Linked DNA regions of Mus musculus: region 2 is linked to region 1. A link is a contact called in public promoter capture Hi-C data. All regions are on one chromosome and are shown on one strand. Each heading gives the region's core, a stretch centred on a gene start, on an enhancer-like site or on the middle of the called end of the contact. The rest is flanking DNA. Distances are from core to core; before and after follow the strand shown.

Region 1 (5,268 bases), core at 61-2,560:
TTAAGCATGTGATCTATAGAACCCATGGTTGGTGGGAAGAACTTGGTACATCCCTTCCTACAGTATGAGTTACTGCTTCTTGTGAGGGAAGGAAAGGGCATGGTGTGGAGACCAGGACAGAGAAGAGCTGCAAACCAAGCAGATGAGGAGTTTCAAGTTTTTGAAAGACTGCGTGGACCCTGAGCCAGTCCATTTTATTGTCCCAAGTAAACAGTTTTGCACCCATCCTTTTATTTCTCTGCTCAAATGCAGGGCAGTTTAGGGGAAGGGGAGGGAGAGAGGAAGAGGGGGAAGAGGAAGGAGAGAAATGAAGAGGCGGTGGGGGGTGGGGGAAGAGGATGAAGGGGGAGGAAGGAGAGAGGAGAGAGAGAATATAGATATATAGACAGGAAAGATGTCCAAGGCATAACCATGGCTTTATTATACCTGTAATCAAGACACCCACCCCCCAAAAAAACCTAGGTTCTTTTAAAAAGGAGGTGAAAATCTATTTGTACACAGAATCAAGCTTTATATAAAGTAGAATTTTAATAGTTACCAGATTGCAAATTTGAGTTTCATTTTTAAAGACTACCTTTTATATAATTGGCTCCCATCTTTTATTTAATTATCCATTTGTTGTATGTATGCATGTGTATTCATCATGTGTTTATGTGCGTGCATGGGTGTTTCTGGGCGTCCCAGGGTGGAAGTGTGGCGGTCAGAAGACAACTTTGTGGAGTCGGTTCCCCTTCCACCAGGTGGTTTCTGGGTATCGAACTGAAATTCTCTCCCTTGGCTGCAAGGGCCCTTTACCTACTGAGCCACCCCGCCGGCCCTCCCAAAACTTTCTAACCTTACAAAGAGCATCGCACGCCGTAGCCTGAAGAAGCTAATCAAACATTTGGTACTGTTAAGGATCTGACGGTTTCCTACCTCTGTGGAGGAATAAAGGGCAGACAGAAGAGTAAAATGAGTCCTATTTCAGCATAAAGAAAGCTGGCAACCGCCGCCCATTGGATTGTCATCGTTTTGTTTTGTTTTTTCTTCACACCTATACAGAGAAAGATTTCAATTTTAGAGAAACATGGGTGAACGGCCAGACACGCGGCGTGGGGCCTGCCGGGAGTTCGCCTAACTCCGGGTGACGAGGCAGTGCGCCGGACGGCCCCGCAGGTTCTTCCCCGGTCCCGAGGTGGCTCGGGCCGCAGAACGCCGCGGCCCGAGCCGCCGGACGCGAGGTCAGCAGCGGGGCCGCCCGCCGCCCGTCAGGCTTACCCGCCGCCGATCGCTCCGCGTGCCCCGCCGCCCGCCTGCGCGCGCACGTCCCACGCCGCCGGGAGCGCGCCGGGCCCGGCTGAGGTCACACTGGCGCGACCGCGCCTCCCGCGGCCCTTGTTTCCTGGTGCGCGGCGTGAGGCGGCCGAGGCTCCTCCACGTGGGCTCGGTATCCCCGGAGGGCTGATCCCCGATGCGGCTGATGCCGGATGACGGGAGCCAGGGCCCGGGTCTATGGTGGGACCCAGCCAGGTGCCCTAGGGTGGTAACCTGCCTCCCTGCCCGGAGCTAAACTGAATTTAAGTCATGGCCCAGGCCTGGGGGGTCTGTGGAGCGTTTTGTGTTTTGCATGCTGTTTTCCTGGTCCTACCGTGCCCATAGGCAAGACCAGGCAACTTGTGGGAACTGCTGGGTCTACTCCTTTACCTAACCATATTCCCTTAGGTAACTAGATAGGCCCCAGAAACCTTTGAGGGTGGATGCTCTCATGCTTGGTTAACTTTGCATTCCACCTCTGGTTTCCCTGGTAACACTAGAAAGAAAAACCTAACTACTGCCTCTCCTTAGGCTTTCTGGTCAATTCCTGTAATATCCCTGCTCCAAGTAGAGACTTGGCATCCCGATAACATTACATACTACATTACATACTGTCTCCATTAAGCTGGCCAGGAGTTCACTATCCAGGAAAAAGGATTCACTTGGAGATGTGTTAAAGAGGTGGGAGGGATAATTATTCCATTAATACGACGCAGCACTTACACATCCCAAGATGGCACTCCTTGAAGGAGCTTCCTTCTGCCCTGTGGCAGTAGTAAGCTTGCTTGGTTTTCTGGGTTCTAATTCAGAAAAGCCTAACACCTGCCTCTGTTTTTCTTTAGTGGATGGCCAAAAGCCTAAGCAAGCTTTCTGCTGATAATGGGCTTTCTCATTTCTGAATACCTGCCCCCTCCCGGAAGTACTGGTAGACCTTCATTTCTGAACAAGGCAGTGTTATTGGACCCTTTATGCCTAAAGATGTAACTTTTGTCTTTTTCCTCCTCTTCTCCATCCCCTTGGCTACCTTTTTTTTTTGTTTTGTTTTGTTTGTTTTTAATTCCAAATTAATAGTATTGCCCTTTAAAAAAAGCTTTGGCATTCTTTTATTAACAAAACTAGGAATCTAAAAGGGAACTCCAAATACTTCCAGGTTTTCAACATATGTGAATATTTGCAAATCTCAGAATGTAACTTCAAAAGGTTAAAAATCCCCTGTAAGGCTGTTGTGCAGTTGCTCAGATGCTTAATTTAATCATGACTTTTGAGCAGCCCATGTTCATTTGGGTTTGTAGTGTCCTTCTGCTAAGTGTCTATTAGAAATGTCTATGCGCCGGGAATGGTGGCGCATGCCTTTAATCCCAGCACTTGGGAGGCAGAGGCAGGCAAATTTCTGAGTTCGAGGCCAGCCTGGTCTACAGAGTGAGTTCCAGGACAGCCAGGGCTATACAGAGAAACCCTGTCTCGAAAAAACAAAAAACAAAAAAACAAAACAAAAAAATGTCTGTGCTTAAATCTATGGTACGCTCTTTAGAACCTTCTTTGCGAGTGCACATGTATATGGTGGTGGAGGGCAAAGGTGGATGGCAATGTCTCCCTCACCACTTGCTCACGTTTTCTTGTTTTCTCGTTTTCTTGTTTCTTGTTTTCTTGTTTTGGAGAGTGTTTCTGAAGCTTCTGTGACTACATGAAACTCCAGCTCGAAAACAATAAACTCCAATTCTGCTTCTTACTAAGCCTCTGAAATTCCTCCCCCACCCCTGCCACTTTTCTTTTTTCTCTTGGTGGCACAGTCAAGAATTCCTGTTTCACCCAAGTAGAGGTCTCTGAAAAGAATTTGCACGTGGGGTTACATCTCAGCTCTTACTGCCGTCACTGTTAACACAAACACTGCTATAGGATACAACTATATTGGGAACATTACATGTTAAAAGAATAAGTAAGCACAGAATATAGACTACATTTCAGGGTTGGGGTTACTTGCTTAGTTATTGGTAGTGCCTTCCTGGCACACACGAGGCTTTAAGTTCAATCCCCAGCACAAAACAACTCCCCCCACGCCCAGAAAAAAAATCTCCCACATTTAAGTGAGTGCTTTTAAAAACTGTATCACATAGATATCTGGTCATAAGTAGCTGGAAGAAAAATGCAGGCTGAACTTAGCACAGAAGGTTGGGATCTGCTTTTCCATGCTCATTTCCCACAGTCCACCTCACTCCAGTCAAGCGACTACTGTACTGTATTGTACATTCCCTTCAGAGTTAGTGTGTAAATGCCAGAACGACGGCCTCACTTCTGTATTCATTTCAACTGGAAAAAAAAACCCGTCATCTTTAAAACTGAATAAACTGAAAAATGAGAGCACAGATATGACCAAGAAAAAAATAGCAGCCCAGTGCTCATGTTAAACTTGATTCATGGCCTCAAACAGCCTGAAGTAAACAGTTGTAGACAACTCTCCACAGTCTTGCTGGTTTTGACATTCAGCAATATTTTAGTACTGAACCTTTATTTCATCCAGAGACTTCTTGTCGTCTACACGTTCTTCATTAATAAAAGCTGCTAGCAACATTGAGCCATAAAAATATGAAAACAACTATAAAATTTAGTTTAATATTAAAATCTAGTTATTATTTTAAATTAAAAACTATAACTATGTACGATGTGTGTTGTGTGTGTGTGTAAGGACACTGTGTATGCTATAGCATTTGTATATATGTCAAAAATTCACTAGAACTGATTTTCTCTTTGCATCTTTACATAGGTTCTGGGGATCAAATTCAGGTCATCACTATTTCTCTGCAAGGGGCTTCACCTGATGATGTTTGGCTGGTTTTAGGAAGATTCTTAAAGACATGTCCATTTATTTACACATTAGCTACCAGATTCTTCACACGTAAGATGTAGAAGCCTGCAATTGCTTTCTTCTTTTTGCATACCAGAATTCTGAATCTTTGAGAGATTCAGAGACCTTCATCTCTCTCTTGAGTGCTGGTCTAGTGGTAAGTCTTGTTTAAAAATCTTAAAAAAAAAATCACCATTTATGACAAGTCCTTAAAAAAAACATTGTTTTGATGTTTATGTAAATCACAATGTCAGGAGACACTATAGTCAACCTTTCTAGTCCAGCTCTGAGGGAAGCACTTCTCGTGGCCTGGGAAAGGGGCTCCTGTGCCTAGGGGAACAGGGATGGTAGCATGATTGGTACAAGTGCGTTCTTATTCACATGGTCCCACACTGTTGATGCAAACACTCCTTCTCTGGCCATATGAGCATGCAGTTTGGCTTCTTTTTCAAGCAGCCTGGAAGACAGCCTCTTGTGCTTTCGTTTCTGGTAAAGCAACTTAGGACTAATACAAGGCCTCTCTTGAGTGGCTTTTTTGCCCACTTGTGTGTGTGTGTGTGTGTGTGTGTGTGTGTGTGTGTGTGTGTTTATATGCCTTTTGTGGAAGTCAGAGGTCAATCCTGGGTGTTGCTCTTTAGATATCCACCTAGTCTGGCTAGATCTGTCTCAGCCTCCCGAGCACTGGGATTACAAGTGTGTACAATGTAACTGGGTTTTTTATATTTTTTTAAAAAAGACTTATGTGCATGTGTGAGTGCTTACATGTATGTATGTGTACCACGTGCATGCCTGGTGTCTGCATAGAAGAGGGTGTCAGATCCCTTAGAACTGGAGTTACAGTTGTTGGTGAGCCATGTAGGTACTGGAAACTGAAAGGAGGTCCTCTGCAAGAACAAGTGCTCCAACTACTGAGTCATCTCTCCAGCTCTCACGCCTGTATTTTACATGGATGCTGGGAACCATATCTAGGACCTCAGGGTTATGCTACAAGCTCCTTAGTAGCCTGGCTCTCTCCCCAGCCCTTTTTGCCCTCTGTTGGTATCAATCCATGGTTAAATGGGCTGAACTTACATATGGCAGTTGTGATGACAGTGCAGTTGTACTAGTGGAGCTTGGGAACAGCTGGTGGCTTT
Region 2 (5,654 bases), core at 725-3,224, 570 kb after region 1:
GGTTCAGTGAGAGACCCAGTCTGAAAGGAATAAGGTGGAGAGAGTCTCCTCTGTCCTCTGCAGGTATACTTGCACACCTGCACACACATATGCTCACACCACACAATATACCGCCCTCACATGTGCACAAAAATATGTTAAACCCTCATCTAGCACAGTGTCTGTCATTTACTGGCTCAAAATGGCAACTGTTTGTAAGTACCCTGAAACTCACAGATGCATAAGACAGTACAGTGGAGGGCAAAGGCTGAGTCCCTAAGGTGCGGTGTGAGACCCTGAACATCACTTTGAGAACAAGCCAATGCCGATGCATTTCCTCTGTTCAGTCTCACACTTCTCTAACCTAGACACCCAATCTTGCTTCATCTTCTCTATTTTCAAACTGTCTGAACCCAGTCTCCCTAGTCAACTTCCTGTCTTCTTTCTTTTCATTTTTTCTTTCTATATAAGAAAGCTAGTCATTCCATTCATAAAACTCAAGTGTAGTAAAACTGGTGAAGATTGTAATCAAAGCCGTGTCCCCACACATACCATTTTGGTCATGGAATGCAGAGCATTCCAGCTATCACTGCTATATTAGGGCAGGGGGAGGTGCTAACATACATGGACTTTACCAATATGAACTTTTAGGTAATTTTAACTGAGCCAGTTGGTTTGGCCTGCCTCTGCTTTAGAGGGGACACAGTAGAAGACGTGATTCCTGCCCTCCCATGACCCGAAACAATAATTCAGTTTCCTTATGTCCTAATATTTTCATCTCCATAGCAGGAATTTACAAATTTGTTCCCATCATATTACCTATATTTAGGTATTTGCCCTCTACAAGGTATTTAAGCATAACTATGAACCCATCAACTAATGACTGAAATGCTCAGAGTTCCAAAACTAAAAAATAATCCATAAAAATGATTCATAAAAATTTTGATTTTAATATTTAACATTGCTACATTGGTACTACATTATATTCTAAACCACATTCAAATATTGAAACAAAATATTTCAGAAAATATCATTTACTCTCTAATTGATGTTAATGAGATCCATAATTAGTTTTTCCTGAAGAACAGTGGAGTGTTAATTATATACCCCAAAGGAGATCTTGATTAAAAGCTATAAAAGACAAGTTACATTGGATCTCAACTTATGTACAATTCTTGGGTTAAACTATTTTAAAAGTCAATTCTCCCTCCTTTTAAAATATAATGAAGCTATACTTAGTAAATAAATGAAACCAACTGTCCCAAACAACTGTTGCTTGGTAGCTTAAAGCATTCACTTTGGTCTTTTGGTATAGTATAGAATAACCAACAAAGAAAAGAACCATAAACTATTTTGATACTGACATGAACTTAAAATAAAACATGTCCAAATTTAAGCATACAAATATAACTCAGTTATCTGCCTCAGTGACAGCAGGAACTCACGCTATATAGCACGATACAAGGTACAGAAGAGAAAAGGCTGACCAAATACTCACTGGGTTTCCTCATGGCTGGGACTAAGTAGCTTTGTCCTCTTACAAAAACACTGTCTGGACAGAATTCCCAAGCAAGCACTTGGTCGACTCTGGAGCCTGTCCGTCACGGGCTCTGTGGCCGCCCCTTTCCGCACAAACAAAAACAGAAAGAACTAGTGCACCTGCAAGCCCTTGCTGGACGGAACTTTGTGGATGTACACAGTCTAAGCGCGCCGAGACAAGGAAACTCAGACGCTCGGGGGTTGGCTCAGCTTGAACCGGCAATGGATCCAGACAAAAAGATTCTAGCTGAGAAGGAAGGTGTTACTGTTCCAAGTCATACCAAGCAAAGAGCAAACAACAGAAAGCAGTCGTACCTGAGGCAGCCCTGGAGGTGATGCGGAGGAGGATCATTTGTTTACTTTAGGAAAAAAAAAAAAAAAACGAATCTAGACCTACCCGGGGCACCTCGTCTCTTCCTCTTTTCTGGGGCTCCCTTCATATCCAGATGCAGAGGAAGTGTTGCAGTTACCAGGAAGGAAGTTTTAACCAAGTTGATTATACATGTGATTGCTCATTTTAAAAGTGTCAGAAATGCATTTCCTGCTGAAGCACACACAGAGCAGAGCGGAACAGAGAACGGTGTTTGCCTTACTATTTCTCTCACTCTTTGAATTAACTCTTCAAAGATTGTGAGAGACTCAGACAAACCAAAAATATACCCAAGGCATAAACAAATGAAGCGTGTGTGTAGCTAGCAATAAGTAGAAGAAAGGGCTGCGTAGCCACAGTATTGGATTGCTTGTAGTGAAATCTATTTCCCTTTGAGAATTCGAATAAGCCCTAGTGTGTGTGTGTGTGTGTGTGTGTGTGTGTGTGTGTTGTAACTGTGGACTGTTGGGCTCAGTCTGGATGCTTGCAAGAGCAAAGCCTGGGAACTCACTTCCTTACATTGGTGAGACCTCCCCCTGCCTCCCTTCTAGACCATTCAAGTCTCAAAATATCACAAACTGAAAGTCCTGCAGCATGCAATGTGTGTGCCTGTTGCTGATATGCTGAGTGTGTGTGTGTGTGTGTGTGTGTGTGTGTGTGAAAATGAATTAGTCAGACAAAACAGGAGGACATTGCTCTCCTGGCGACATTAGGGAGCTAGAAACTGCCTGCTCCAGGCAGGTAATCACTGAGAGATGGCTTCCAGTTTCCACAGGCTTGGAGAACAGGGAGGAGGCAGGCTCTGAATTCTTCTTAAAGCAGTCCTATATTTTCCAAGTAACCTCAATTCCTTCTACAACCCTAAGCATAGCCAGTCGTCCCCTGTTCCAGGGGTCTCTATACCAGGGCTTATTCTCCCCCACTAGGCTGTCAAGGATTCCAGCTGGAACAGCAAGAAGGATAGAGGAGCCTCACACAGCCCTCCGAAGCACAGCCTCATGAGTTTCTTTGAGCTTCGTGGATATTGAGATAGAGTCTCTGACCTGTTCTATTTCCTCTCACACAGTCCTTGTGATGGTTCGTACAGATTGTAAACGTGACAGGATCTGGAATCTAAGAGACAAATCTCTGTGCATCCCTATAAGCCTGTCTCTAGACTGGCTTAGGTGAAGTATATAAAGGTCCACTCTAAACATGGGAGCTGCAGTTCTGGATGGGAGAAAGCCAGAGAACGGCAGGCCCTGTTCATCTGCTTCCTGATGGCAGATGCAATGTTAGCAGCTGCTCTATGATCCTGCCGGCATGACTTTCCTGCCACGATGCACTGTACCCTCAAATTGGGAACCAAAATAACTCCCGTTCTGCCTTAAATTGCTTCTGTTGGATGCTTTGTCACAGCAACAAGGAAAACAGTACATAAAAGATAAAGTCCTTTGGGTCTTAGCTTTAAAATAGTGGTTTAAGAGTCAATAGCAGTGGTCAAGTCTTGATTCAAAGGCTGCTGAATTTCAGATATGTAAAGGGGGTATTTCAGCTTTCCAAAGCATATTTCTATGTAAGCATACTTCCTTGAGAGGTTGGTATCTTTACAAGTCTCAGGGTAGCTTGAATTGTTTAGGGGGGAAGACTTACCAAGTTATGCTTCACTCAGTGTGTGTGTGTGTGTGTGTGTGTGTGTTTGGGGGGGCCCTGACAGCAGGTGAAGTGAGTAGGGCTCTTCAGAGGGGACGCTGACCTGAGGGGACTGTGAGCTGACTAATTCTCAGCTTTCCAGCTTTACACACACATGCATATGCACGCTTTCAGAAATGCTAGACTCAGGCTCTTGGGTCCTTTTTCTTTTGAAAGGACTATTCAGCTAAGTTCACTCATGTGAAAAAAATGTCAATTCTCTGACTAAACTTTCAAATACTTTAGGCTTACCGGTGGTTTGAGATTAAACGTCCTATGATCGTCTTCAATTGCTCATACAGCCACTAAAATTTACTATTTGTAGTGAATATTGTTAGGCAGAAGTAATGAGACATGCCTGGTGCCTCTTTTCTCTGTGTGTACTTCTCCATATGGAACCTCATTTTCCTAATAAGGAAATTTTATCCCCAGAAATTTGGGGTCAGCCGATCTCCAGGCTACGTCACTTATGGTAGTGATAGCGTGCTGCTGTTTTGTCCATTCTGAGAGTCTCATGCATCTAGCACTATATTCTCAATGGAATAATCAGGTTACATTTAGAATATAGCTATCGTAGGAATGACAAGATGGAATCAATTCAAAGCAGAAGACAGAGTAGGCAGTGCTCATGGAGAAACAGATTAAGAAATTAGTTGTTCCATCTGAGGGATGCTCTTTGCATTTGGTCCTCCGAGATTATCCACAGTATTGTTGGCAAGCAGAGCACCATGCATAGGCATTTTCTGTTTCATCATGAAGCAGAAAAGGGTCTGTGCAATGTCACTACTACAGTAGTCCAACCATCATGGCACCATAGAGGCACAGACTTTTCTGTTATATATGTTTACTCTTGTTCATTTGGGGGACCTAATATATGCCAATTCATCTGCCTTAGCTTTCTAATCTGCTCAAAATGTCACAACCGCCCCCCATTTTAGAAAGTTGTTAGAAATCGTTTATTTTCAACTGAACAAAACTACTAGCTATATTATATACGTATGCAATATCTTACACATTTTGAGTGTGCTAACGGCCATGTGATGCTTGGAGTCATTGTGGAGAGAGAGAAAGAAAACATCATGGCATCTTGTGTTTTGTTTTCAGTGAGAAACAGTTTTTCCAGCAGCCTCCTTTGTTCCCTCATAGCTCTGGTGAGAGTTTTGGCAAGTGCACATCCTACGGCAGCCAATCAATGGGAAGAGTGGAGAATTATTCAAATGGTTTGAGTTCATCAGGAGCCGTCCCCTGGGTGACCAGCTGTCCAAATCATTAGAATATATGACAATGACTGCTGGAGAAGCAGACTATAATCCTGGCATGTGGGTTGAGGGGAGCCACTTCAAATCCCAACAACAGCAGCAGCAACGAAAAAAATCTCAGAGGAGAACAGTTATTATCAACCAAACCCCAGAGATCTGCAGTAGCCAAGGTGTGCCTCCGAACATCAGACACACTTAACTCTCCATTGTTATTAGCAGAAACTGACTATGGGGTAGACTGTTCTTTGTTTCCTTGTTCAGCTCACTTTTCCTATGACAGCTTAAAGAGCACCTCAGAAATAATTGTTTTGTAAGAGGATTTTTAAAAATCCAAATTCCTTAACACGAGCCATTAGACTCTATGATGTATCTTTGGCCCTTTGCCTCAACTTCAAAATCACCTCTACAACTAAAGGAAACTGGTCTCTGCTTTCTACTTGCTGGGCTCAGCCATATGCCACCTGTGTGTGCAACCTCTGTCCCCCCTTTCCTTTCTCTTCTCCCCACCCCAGGTCCTATAATGCCCCTAGCCATTTGTCATGCTCAGGTTGGGTTACCTCCTCTGGGAGGGCTCTCTGGTTTGGCAAAACACACTTTTAAAGAATATCTTCCTCACTGGTGGTCAACACAGTCACAGTAATGCCAATATCGCAAGAGCAAACACTTCTGACTGGACGTGTCCTGCTCAGTTATGAGCACTTTATATGCCCATTCATGTAACCCTTGCACCATCCCAAGGGCAGCAGTGCTACCGTGGTTTCATTTATGATGAAAACCAGGCACAGAGAGGTCAAGTGGCCACTCCAGGCTCTGCAGTGGATCAATGGCACTCACCC

The links. Promoter capture Hi-C pulls out the DNA fragments that hold promoters and counts their contacts.
Region 2: a promoter capture Hi-C map of pre-B cells shows a contact between it and region 1, with 2.5 times the contacts expected there. The contact joins the promoter of Pik3cg here to the promoter of Bcap29 in region 1. A contact is called at or near these places in 2 of 39 promoter capture datasets (frontonasal cranial neural crest and pre-B cells), 1 of 484 Hi-C or Micro-C datasets (B cells) and 2 of 115 datasets of contacts at active chromatin or transcription factors (CD8 T cells and effector CD8 T cells).

Annotation. Positions count from the first base shown.
Region 1 is chr12:31,633,348-31,638,615 of GRCm38.p6, forward strand. It overlaps Bcap29 (B cell receptor associated protein 29), which reads right to left and starts at 1,311. Exons shown (of 8, transcript NM_001164090.1): 1 at 1,258-1,311; 2 at 916-1,033. The coding sequence starts at 1,007.
Region 2 is chr12:32,206,685-32,212,338 of GRCm38.p6, forward strand. It overlaps Pik3cg (phosphatidylinositol-4,5-bisphosphate 3-kinase catalytic subunit gamma), which reads right to left and starts at 1,975. Exons shown (of 11, transcript NM_001146200.2): 1 at 1,834-1,975.